Linked DNA regions of Triticum aestivum: region 1 is linked to region 2. A link is a contact called in public Hi-C data. All regions are on one chromosome and are shown on one strand. Each heading gives the region's core, a stretch centred on a gene start, on an enhancer-like site or on the middle of the called end of the contact. The rest is flanking DNA. Distances are from core to core; before and after follow the strand shown.

The links. A called contact is a pair of places that touch in the nucleus more often than the background predicts.
Region 1: a Hi-C map of leaf shows a contact between it and region 2, with 4 times the contacts expected there. The contact joins the promoter of LOC123161042 here to the promoter of LOC123160669 in region 2. A contact is called at or near these places in 2 of 5 Hi-C or Micro-C datasets (both in leaf).

Annotation. Positions count from the first base shown.
Region 1 is chr7B:13,578,115-13,584,233 of IWGSC CS RefSeq v2.1, reverse strand. LOC123161042 reads left to right here and starts at 1,308. Exons shown (of 3, transcript XM_044578899.1): 1 at 1,308-1,515; 2 at 1,645-2,968; 3 at 3,053-4,192. The coding sequence starts at 1,740. The coding sequence ends at 3,170. It overlaps LOC123161043 (a long non-coding RNA gene), which reads right to left and starts at 4,984. Exons shown (of 2, transcript XR_006480506.1): 1 at 4,673-4,984; 2 at 4,054-4,561.
Region 2 is chr7B:13,256,521-13,262,036 of IWGSC CS RefSeq v2.1, reverse strand. LOC123160669 reads left to right here and starts at 2,612. Exons shown (of 6, transcript XR_006480318.1): 1 at 2,612-3,213; 2 at 3,749-5,204. It also overlaps the pseudogene LOC123157553.

The DNA of each region.
Region 1 (6,119 bases), core at 59-2,558, 320 kb before region 2:
ACTATTTCTTCTCAGAGAAAAATAGCCATCACGTGCCTCTATAGCACTTGCTACGTGCAGAAAAAGAGGACGATGCATTCTATAACTGTGAATAAAAACTTAAATGAGACATGAAGAGCGACTACTATGGTGAAAAAGAAACATATGCACCAGTTTCATACCTATTGCAAAACATCCTTGCCTTGAAGGTGGGGTTCTCTGCAAAATAGTCCTTGTGGAGGTTCTGAAAGCGTTCCGCAAAATCGCGTTGAAGAGATTGACGTCCCGGTTGTGAACCTCCATGTCGTGGAGCATCCAGCCGGGCTTCTTCTTCCTCTGCTACAATTGCAGCCATCATGAGTTCCTCATCTTCGGAGGAGGAATCTTCGCAAAATTGCCGGGCCAAACTTTGACGGTGAGTCGTTTCGTTGTGGAGAGATGGCGAAAGAGAAGCAGAAGAGGAGGCACGATCAGGATTGTGAGAGATATGAAGGTTGATCATGTATTTGTAGAGCCGAAACTAGTCGTTGGAAACCTAGCCGTTGGAAACCTAGCCGTTGGTAGTTATGAAATACTCTTAAAATATAGAATAAGGGAGATGTTTAGGGGAACTGCTGGAGTTGAGCAATTTTTAGGGAAGAATCTTTTTAGTGGAGTCCCCTGTTTTGAGATATAGAGGAGAAATTTCAAGGGAACTGCTGGACTTGCTCTAAGATAGTGTAGGTTGTATCAGTCAAGACAACAAATGATGTCCGACGAGTGATCCATCAAGTTGGCTAGCCATGGCCCGGACTTGAATTTTATTTTAGCATGTCCGGATTGTTGAACCATGCTTTTTTTGCTTTGTTGCATTGTTGAGTTATTGAATTGTGATAAATTTTGTGTTGTAATAAATGCCATGAATTTGAGGGTTTAAATTTATGGAGTGTGGCTGCCTCGGGGGCCGCCCGACTCTGTTTGTGGATGCGTCTGGGCATGCCCGCGGTTGGCGGACTTGCCAAGTGAGTTACTTTTCCATCCCCTCCTGTGCAAAGCTGGTCAAACGTTACGGGCCAACCAGGCCAGCCCACGAGCACGTCGGCACGGCCCGCCATGGGCTAGACACGGCAGGGGCTAAACAAGTTGTGCCCGACATGCGGCATGTCTGGGGCCGTGCCTGGTCCTGGAGGCTGGGCATGCGGACCGGGACGACACGACCCATTTAAATTTTCTATTTTCTCCATTTGAGCTGATTTTCTATTTTTTTCTAAATTATATATATAGCCTATATAATCAGCCTAAAGGGCCTAAAATGGCCCAAACACAGCCCATAAGGCCAGACTGCTAAACAGACCAGTGTGCTAAACGGGCCAACGTGCCGGCCCGATTAACTAAGCGGCAGTGCCTGGGCCTGGAGGCGCAGCACGCGGGCCGGCACAGCACCCTGCTCCGACGTGTGGATTAAAGTAAAAAAGAAAAGCGTTTCTTCAGTGTTCCACGGCGGCGTGCCTCCATCCCCTCCGGCCTCTCACCCCGACACCGGCGGCAACGGCGGCCGTAAGTTTCTTCCTCACCTACCTCTTCCCTGCTCAATTTTCTGCTGATCCGCGACGTCGAAGGCTTCCTCCTCCCTCGGATTTCCCCTCAGTCCTCGGATTTCCGGTCCCTCATCGGATTCCCCTGCTGTTCAAGTTCCGGCCGGTGTCGGAGACGAAACGGCCTATATATAGATGGAGGAGAGGGCGGAGGAGATCTGAGCAAGCCGAGGTCGAGCGCGCGCGATGGGGAAAAAGCTACCCCCTTCTACTCCGACGACGGGAAGGCGGCGCATAGGCCCCTCCTTGGCCCCGCTCTCCGCCTGCAAGCGCCGGCGGACCACTGAGGCAAGCGGCTGGGCTTCCCTCCCCACCGATGTGGTTCACCTCGTCACCAGCCGCCTGCTGGCCGGCGACGTGCTGGACTACATAGTCTTCCGGGCCGTCTGCTTCGGCTGGCGCAGCTGCACGAGCGACGCGCGCGACCCCACCCTGCGCAAACCGGACCTCTTGCCGCGCGGCTGGGTCGCCCTCTGCGACGGCGACGGGGTACGCCCGGACGACGCCGGCGAGATCAGCTTCTTCCACACGCGGACGGCCAGGCGCCTCCGCGTCCGCCTGCCGGAGCTCCGGCGCCACAGGATCGTCGGTTTCACCCAGGGACTGATCATTCTTCTGAACAAACGCACCGCCGCCGTCCGGGTGCTGCATCCCTTCACACGGGTCGTGGTCGACCTCCCGTCCCTTGTCCCTGTGTTCCACGACGCGGTCAGGAACCGGAACTCTCTGCTTGACATGAATGCCGCGGTCTGCAGCGCGTCCGCGACCTCCATTGCCGTGGTGGCATGGTTCCCGTGGACACATGTGGTGATCGGCGCCGAGGCTGGCCGCCCAACTTGGGAGGTCCTCCACCGAGGGCTTTTCCTTAGGAGCATCTTGCCCTTCCAAGGAAGGCTTTACGCGACAGTCGTCAAGGGTGGCTCAAGGAAGATCATGCAGCTGTATCCGAGATCACCACATCCTGTGCTTGCTCATGTTCCAAATAATTTTGGTGATCCGAGCCTATGCAACTACTTCCTCGTGGAGTCTGGTGGGCGAGTGCTGCTTGCCATCCACCATTTAACTGCACAACATTGTGGCGTGGAGCCCTTACAGCAAAATGCCTATAAGCTATTTGCGTTGGACATCGACCGCGGTGAGCTGATCCCAGTGAACTGCCTCGGTGGCCACGCGCTGTTCCTCAGCAGGGATCGGTCCCTCTCTGTTTCAGCCAGGGACCTCCCTTCTGTGAACAGCAACTCCATTTACTTCTCTTTGTACCGTGACCCTGTTGTGGTGCACTCCGTAAGGACAGGTTTCTCTGAGCGGCTAGCACTGTCATGCCAAATACATGACGGGAAGGATAGGATCCGACCCTCCGTGCGCCCTTTCACCATTGCTGACCAACTTCTAACCTACTGCCATCCTCATGAGTGGTAAGTCTGTTTTTCTTAATTTCTCTTCTTTGCATGTATCATGTGCGATTCTACATTATGACTGTCTTCTCTTCCCCTTTGAAGGACAAAAGGACTCATGTTTCATGAGTACCACTCTATACCTGAATCTTTCGAGCAATTGAGGAAGAACATCAAGACAAAAGATTCTAAACTACGGATTCCTCGTGTTGCAGTTTGTTGATCCGAAGGAGGAAACAGAGTCACAGCACCTCACATGAATAGTGCCAATAGACACTTGATGCATAATTCCCTTGCTCGCTCGGTTGGGATCTTTGTGTGGCTAGGTCAATTCCTTGGTGGGTCCCGGCGCATTGTGCATGATCTTTTGATTTTAGCCAGCAGTTTGTCTATGCTATGCATATATAGTGGTGGTTCTTGATATCTAGTTGTGCCTGCAAAAGCATTCAGGCCATGTTTGTCTCGCCAGCATGGGCTTGTCACGACGGCAGGAAGGCTCATCCCCATTAAGACAGTTAAATGTGCGAAGCTCATTCATCAGCTGCTGGTCACTGAGGCGCCGACATGGGTATTGGGAGCAGTGGAGAAGTGGGAGAGAGCCTTGTTTTGGGCAGGTACTGGTGAAATCAATGGCGGAAAATGCCTTGTGGCGTGGAGCAAAGTCGTTCAGCCAACCTGCGGTGGGGGACTAGGAATCGAAACCTAAAGCTCCAGGGGCTTGCGCTTCGTGTGAGCTTGGGAGTGGCTGCGTTGTACTGACCCTGGAAAACCATGGCAGGGATTGCAAATATTTGGAGATATTTCTGCAAGGCTCGTATTTCAGTCAGGTTTGCATTACAGTTGCGGGGTGGCAGGCACATCTTATTTTGGAGAGATTGCTCGATCAATGGTTATTCTGTTGCTGAGTTTTCGCCGCTAGTTATGGAGTTCATTCGGCTGCCCTGGTCTGTTGCTGGAGTTCATTCGGCTAGCTCTGTGTACCGTTTGCTTACTATCTTCACCGGTGCTGACTGCACATGGAGATGCTGGGCACCCTTAACCTGCAAGATAATTGCCTGGCTAGCTTGTACCATATCGGCTTTGGACCTGATTGGGACAACTTGTGATTAGCCGAACCATACCTACCAATGTAGGAACAGTGGCCATGTTATCAGCATTTATGTGTGCTTATATGATTCAACCACCACATGGTGAGTGCAAATAAAAATGTAACTTGTCATCATTGATATACACAGATTTACTCTTGATCATTGGTCTCTCTTCCATTCACTTGGCCCGTGCAGCTGCGCCAGCCGGAGCAGACGGCCCGGAAGACGATGTAGTCCACCACGTCGCCGGTCAGCAGGCGGCTGGCGACAAGGTGGACTATATCGGTGGGGAGGGAAGCCCAGCCGCTAGCCTCAGGGGTCCGCCGGCGCTTGCAGGCGGAGAGCGGGGCCAAGGAGGGGCCTTTGCGCCGCCTTCCCGTCGCCGGAGTCCGCGTCGTGGCCGGAGCAGAAGGGGGTAGCTTTCTCCCCATCGTGCGCAACCTCGGCTTGCTCAGATCGATCTCCTCCGCCCTCTCCTCCATCTATATATAGGCCGTTTCGTCTCCGACACCGGCCGGAACTTGAACTGCAGGGGAATCCGAGGAGTGACGGGAAATCCGAGGGAGGAAGAAGCCTAATACGTCGCGGATCCGGAAAATCGGGAAGAAATTAAGGTAGAGGTGAGGAAGAAACTTACGGCCGCCTGTGCCGCCGGGGTCGGGGGGAGAGGCCGGAGGGGATGGAGGCACGCCGCGCCGCCGTGGAACACTCAATGGGATAAGAAACGCCTTTTTTTTTATTCCAAACGCCGGAGCATTTTTTTAGGCACTCCAAACGCCGGAGCACAGCTGGCGTGCCGTGCCGGCCCGCGTGCTGCGCCTCCAGGCCCAGGCACGGCCACTTAGTTAATCAGGCCGGCACGTTAGCCCGTTTAGCACTCTCTGTTTAGCAGTTCGTCCTTATGGGCTGTATTTGGGCCTAAAAATTATATAGGTTATATATATTTATATGATTCAGAAAAAAATGGGCCGTGCTGTGCCGGCCCGCGCGCCCAGCCTCCAGGCCCAGGAATGGCCCTAGATGTGCCGCGTGCTGGGCACAACCCGTTTAGCCAGCTTTGCGCCGAAGGGGGTGCAGCTCACTTGGCAAATCCGCCCACTGCAGGCACGCCCGAACGCATCCACAGACACCGTCAGACGGCTCCTGAGGCAACCACACTCCTTAAATTTAAACCCTCAAATTCATGTCATTCATGCAATCATATAACACAAAAATCATCACAATGCAATAATTCAACAATGCAACAAAGCAAAACAGTTCAAAATCCAGACATGCTAAAATAAAATTCAAGTCCAGGCCATGGCTGGCCAACTTGATGGATCACTCGTAGGACGCATTTTGTTGTTGTCTCGACTGATACAACCTACACTATCTTAGAAGGTAAATTACATGCATAGTTTTATAAAATATCTCCAATAAAAGTTCCATTTTCTACAATATACTTGTATGAATATTGGTGTGGTGACATACCTTGCCGGTTAGCAACCACATCAGCATGGTCTCATATCTTCTCGTGCATTCCCGTACTACGGTGACCGCTAGTACCTGCACCTAGTGTGCTAGGGTTTCTCGTGCCTCCCGTCGATGCTGCCGTTGGTCTACCTCGTCTCTTGCAGTCTTAGGGACATGAAGGTGCGGTGGATCCTAACCCTTGCGGCGGGAGGGCTTCATTTTCTAATGTTTTTTCTTTTAGTTTTGTTAGGGTTTGTGTCCTGCTCAGAGATGTGAGGTGGCGGCTGCTCTCTGTAGATGGGATAAGGTTCTTCCCTCCTAGCCCCCGTTCCGATGATGTTTCTATCATCGCCCGACAACGTGTTGAGGTTTGTCTTCGACAAATCTCATGGGATTCGATCGGTGCTAGTCTTCAGTGGATCCACGTGGATTCAGTCTTCGTTTGTCTGTGTTCGTGTGTCCACAAGTTGGATCCTTCCGATCTACGTTTTCTTCATCGGTGCCGGTTGTTGTTCTGATGCGCTAGTCCTATTGGGGCTTAGCACAACAACTTCCTGACTGTCTACTACAACCAGGTTTGCCCGACTCTGATGAGGGAGGAGCGATGACAGTGGCATGCCTTTGGCTTGCCC
Region 2 (5,516 bases), core at 1,363-3,862:
AATCCTTCTGCATAATGGTGAATGGCTCAAAACCCTAGTGGAGGATACCCAATTTTCCGTTTAGTAACACGTTATACGCTCAATGTCTATGTGCCACTGTCATTGTAAATATACATTTAATATGCACAGGATTATAAAGAAATCAACATTACCCTCAGAAAACTAATTACTTTTTACCATACTTGACACAGGTTTTGTTGGAATGGCATTGTCCTACGGCCTTTCCCTAAATAATTCTTTTGTTAGTTCTATTCAAAAGCAATGTGACCTTGCAAACAAAATAATATCTGTGGAACGGGTGAATCAGTACATGGACATTCGGAGTGAAGCAGCAGAAGTTATTGAAGAAAACCGACCAGCACCAGATTGGCCCCAGGTTGGCAGTGTGGAGCTTAAAGATTTGAAGGTAATCGAATATGAAATTATGCATGTATGCCTGACTAGGCGAAACCCTTCAAATATTCTGACAGATGTGTGTGGTTGATTTTCATTTGACAGATTAGGTATAGGGAAGATACTCCCCTGGTGCTACATGGTATCACTTGCAAGTTTCAAGGTAGAGATAAAATTGGCATAGTTGGTCGAACAGGAAGTGGCAAGACAACTTTAATTGGTGCATTGTTTCGCCTTGTTGAACCTGTTGAAGGGAAAATAATTATAGACTCTGTGGACATCAGCACAATAGGCTTACATGACCTGCGTTCACGTTTGGGCATCATCCCACAAGATCCAACACTTTTTCAGGGTACAGTAAGATATAATCTAGATCCTATTGGGCAGTTCTCAGATCAACAAATATGGGAGGTAAGCTGTGTAATATATCTACAATTCAGAACAGTAAGCACCTTATCTGATTGGGATGAATAAACTGATAAATGGGCCTGTCAAAAGACATGTTACCATTCTATTTTTATATGCCATACGTGCATTTGAAAAAAAAAACCCACTAAATTGGTTAATTCATATGCTGTTGGGTTGCAGGTTCTTGACAAATGCCAACTTCTTGAAGCTGTCCAGGAGAAGGAACAGGGATTGGACTCACTTGGTAGGAAACCTCACTGTTTATTTCTGGATTTCATTTTATGTCCCTAAGAAAATAGGATAACATACAATTCTGCTTCAGTCTTTTCATTTTATGCCCCTAACAAATTAGAATACATGCGCCAATAAATCAGTCAAACTGCTTGTAGTCCTAGGCGTATGGGTCGGATCGGTTTGCTAGCATGATGTCTGGAATTGTGTTCTTCATCGTACTAATTAATATCTTGCCATACAGTTGCGGAAGACGGGTCAAACTGGAGCATGGGCCAAAGGCAGCTCTTTTGTTTGGGGCGCACACTTTTGAAAAGGTGTCGTATCTTAGTTCTTGATGAAGCCACGGCCTCTATAGACAATGCAACAGATGCCGTCCTTCAGAAAACGATCCAGGCAGAATTCAAACATTGCACCGTTATTACTGTCGCACACCGTATACCAACAGTGATGGGCTGTGACATGGTACTTGCAATGAGTGATGGTATGTTCCTCTTATTGCCAACTTATTGGTTCTGCAGCATAGTATTCCATAGTAATGTGGGAAAGTAGCAGAGTATGACAACTTGTTGGTTCCGCAACCTATTGGTTTCTCTTATTGCCAACTTACTGGTTCCGCAACTTATTGGTTCCGCAGCATAGTATTTCATACTAATGATCTGCATACATTTCCAGGGAAAGTAGTGGAGTATGACAAGCCCATGACGCTCATGGAAACTGAGGGATCTCTCTTCCGCGAGCTGGTCAACGAGTACTGGTCATACTCATCGAACGGAAACGTTTAGAAGAGATTTCTTATGGTGTTTGTTCACTGCTGCAGTTTCCCAGGAGACATGCTAGAATCAGTTTCAGAAAAGGATATGCCGGCCTCGACAAGAGACCAAGAGAGATGCAGTAATCTCTTGACATACCTCTATTTGAGATGTGAAGAAATAACAGTTCAATTTCAGTTATTGCCTGGAAAATTCTTTTGCTATCAACCTGAAGTTGTGAGCTACATATAGTTTAGCTTATGCTCGTTGCTTATGCTCGTTGGGTGTTGCCACTCTTCAGAAGCGCCGATGCTGAATAGAATAAGCCCATGAGCATTTCTTTGCTCCAGCAATCAGATATAGAAGGCTATCTGAGAGGAATTTCAAATGTGTAACCCTGCTGTCAGCATCGAGAAATAAGGGATCGGAGGCTTACCGAGCGCTCTCAGAGCTTAGCGATTTCTGGCCGTTGGATCATTTTGCTTGATGCGTTTCAGACCGTTCGATCGATGCGGTGAAAGATTCTGGCCGTCGGATCGACCCACCGCGCCTATAGCAATGAATAGTTACTGCCCTCTCCCGGTCTCTCTCACTTCGCGGACTCGTTCCGGTCTCGCTGGCGTGTGGGGTAACCAGCAGATGGGGCCCGCATGTCATTTGCTTGGGCTGGGGCGTGTCCTGTGCGGCCCGTCGGCATGCTCGGCTGGTAAAAGATCCCATGCCACCGCCGAAATTTCCCTGCCCTGCCGAGGGTATTTTGGGGTTTTCCGGCGGTGGCACTGTGCGTGCTGTGCGCTGGTTGGATGAGGGAGTCCATGAGGTGGGGGGCACCCAGCGCGTCATCCTCTCTGCTCCTCTCCTTACTTCCCCCTCCTCTTTGCGCCCCACTTTCCTAACCCTAGCCCATTCCCTCGCCCTCCCCTGCCGCCGCCGCCGCCCGTTCCCTCGCCCTCCCCTGCCGTCGCATCGCCGCCTTCGCCGACTCGCCCTCCCCTCCTTCTCCCCAGCCGCCTCTTCCGCTCGTGCTGCGGTCGCCATCCGCCTCTTCCGCTCGCCCCGCGGTCGCCATCGAGGGCCTGTCGCTTGCGCCGCCGCTTCCCCGTCGAGCTCGCGCGTCACGCCTCAGGAGGAAAGGAAGCCCACGCTGCTATTCCCGGCGGAGCGCGCCTCACGCCGTCGACGGGAGGATGCCAGGTGGAGCTCCGTCATTGGATCTTCCTTGGCGGCGGGCCAGCGCCAAGGAAGGTCACACCGGGAAGCGGCTCATCCTCGGCGGCAAGCCAGTGCCGGATCTGGTGCCTAACGCCTGCATCTCACGCGTCACCAAGTCGCCGACGGGGGTGCTGTGCTGGCCGGTCGGAGGCCGAGCTCGCCTCGGCCACCAAGTTGCTGTCGGGGAACACAAAGTGCCTCGTTTGAGGACCTGGAGGTGAGCCCCCGTCAATTTTTTGCTTGCTTGCTGTTCACCTTTTTTTTGTAAACTGACGTACTGCACTCACTTGATACAGTTCCTTTGAGATCAGCTGATTGATAGTTCATAGTTCGGCCAGGCTTTAGGTTAATGCAAGTCTTCTAATGACGTCCCTCTTACAAAAAGCATACAGTTATCCAGCAGAGTCTACAAATCCGTAGTTGATGTCCTCTTGTGTGTTATGTAACTTCTGAAACAGCAGAAACTTATTAATTTTGAATAAAAGCCTCTAAGGAATACAAGTTAGGAATAAAAGATTGTTGCATCGAAGAGCAGTAGCACCTCCTTGTCATTGTCCATACCTGTTGATATGTAGTGCATGATCAACTACACTGCAAACATCTGCAAATATTACCCTTGGGTTAATCAATGTATATTTTACTCCAATTAGTCATACATCTTCCATTTTTTTGTTTACACATGTATGACATATGGTTAATCACTGTATATTTTACTCCAATTAGTCATACATGTTCCATTTATTTGTTGCTAGAGGTCGCTACAGCATGGATGTGAAGGGCATTGAAGCAAGGTGAGCCTCCGCCTCCCCCTCCCCATCTTGCCCATGAGGCCATGACCCCGCAATAGACGTGAGTTTTGAACATTTTCTCCTCAATTGTTTTATGACTGATCCTTTTTGGTGTCATCAGATGGTTTCATGCCCTCCTCTTGCAACAGATAAATTTAACCAATTACAAAGCTATAGAAAGTATTCATTTAGCATTAAAAACTTATACCTTTTGTTTTAGAGAATATTTGAGTATGAAGCAACGAAGGATTATTTTGTGCGCCCGTATACTCTGTAAAAGTTTGGCAATGTGCATTTTTTCATTTAAGAGTTCTACTTCTTGCAAGATAAGGCAAAGTGGCAAGCTTCTCCATTTGTATATCCATGTGTTTTTTCCTAGAAACGATGGCTGCATGTTTATGTTTTACTCCATGACTATAGTTTTACTCCATGACCACACTGTTTCTTGTAGGATCTAGCTACCTTGAGGTGACTTAGGATCATTGGTGTGTCATTTTTTTTTAGTTATTTTGTCGATCTGATTTTATGTTCTTCCTCAGTGAAGGCAGGTTAGAGGAAGTTGAATCAAGACTGTATGTTGCAACAACGTACCTAGGCATGTTGTATGTATTATCCTGCTGTTGGTGATTCAATGGCATTTTTCAGTTTTATTTGTAGTGAAACTCAATGGAGTGTTGAGAGCATTTTCCTGTGCATGTACTCATCTTGGCCGCCAAGTTTCCTAATACAAACTCATTCAACCACGTATATGTCTGCCCTGCACGCGGTTGATGTTTAGTTCTTTGGTTTTTGCATATGCAAATATGAATGTCTCTATCTCTAATGCTGTCGATTTCAAGGTATGAAAAAGCTTGAGACATTTGATTTTGGGTTAATCCCGGTTATGATCGTGCAGGCTTGATGTTCATATATGTGACTGTTGGCTATATGTACTCCTGTAGCCTGTTGTTGATCCCTGCATAGCTCCTTCATAGTTTGTTTTATATGTGCCCATACGGAGAAATTGTAAATGAACATAAATATATCTGTTTAAGAGCATTGTGTGTATTGGTCCTGCAATTAAATTGTGATGTCCTCTATTATAGATTCCTTCACTTCGCTACATACCTGTAGAAAGAGCAAATGGTGTATTGTATGAACTACTTGTCTCGGTTATATGGTTGGCAACCGTTGACTAATCTACTCAATCAAGTAGTTTACTCGGTTTAGCAGGTTTTTTCCATTTGGTTTACTCTCTCTGTATTCTTTGGGAGTATTTAGAATTGAACTATATTTTTATAGTAATTGATACTCACTGTGCCTCACGTGACAGCGCTATGTCTAGGAAGAGGAGGGCATGTTGAACCATCGGCGTCAGCTTCACCGTCATCCTCGGCATCGGTAATACGTCACTCCCAAGTCGTCTTTGTATCACTGCCAGGTACAATCCGGAATATAGATTGCTTGAATGGATGCACGTCTAATTAACTCCATAAATTTTGTTGTGGAAGAGTTCAATCATATAAAAGAAAGCATGAGTGAATATGATCCCTTATATCTCATGTTTTGGAATTTTCAATATGGACTAAATATGGACATAAATGAGTGAACAAAGAAGCTAAAATGTGCCTATATATATCCAAATTAGAAAATGCTAGAACATCTTATAAGAATGAGAGAATATCTTCTACTCTTTGAGTCATACTGAATGTTGGTTAAACTTCTTTTATCAGTCTGCCACCTCTACATTTTC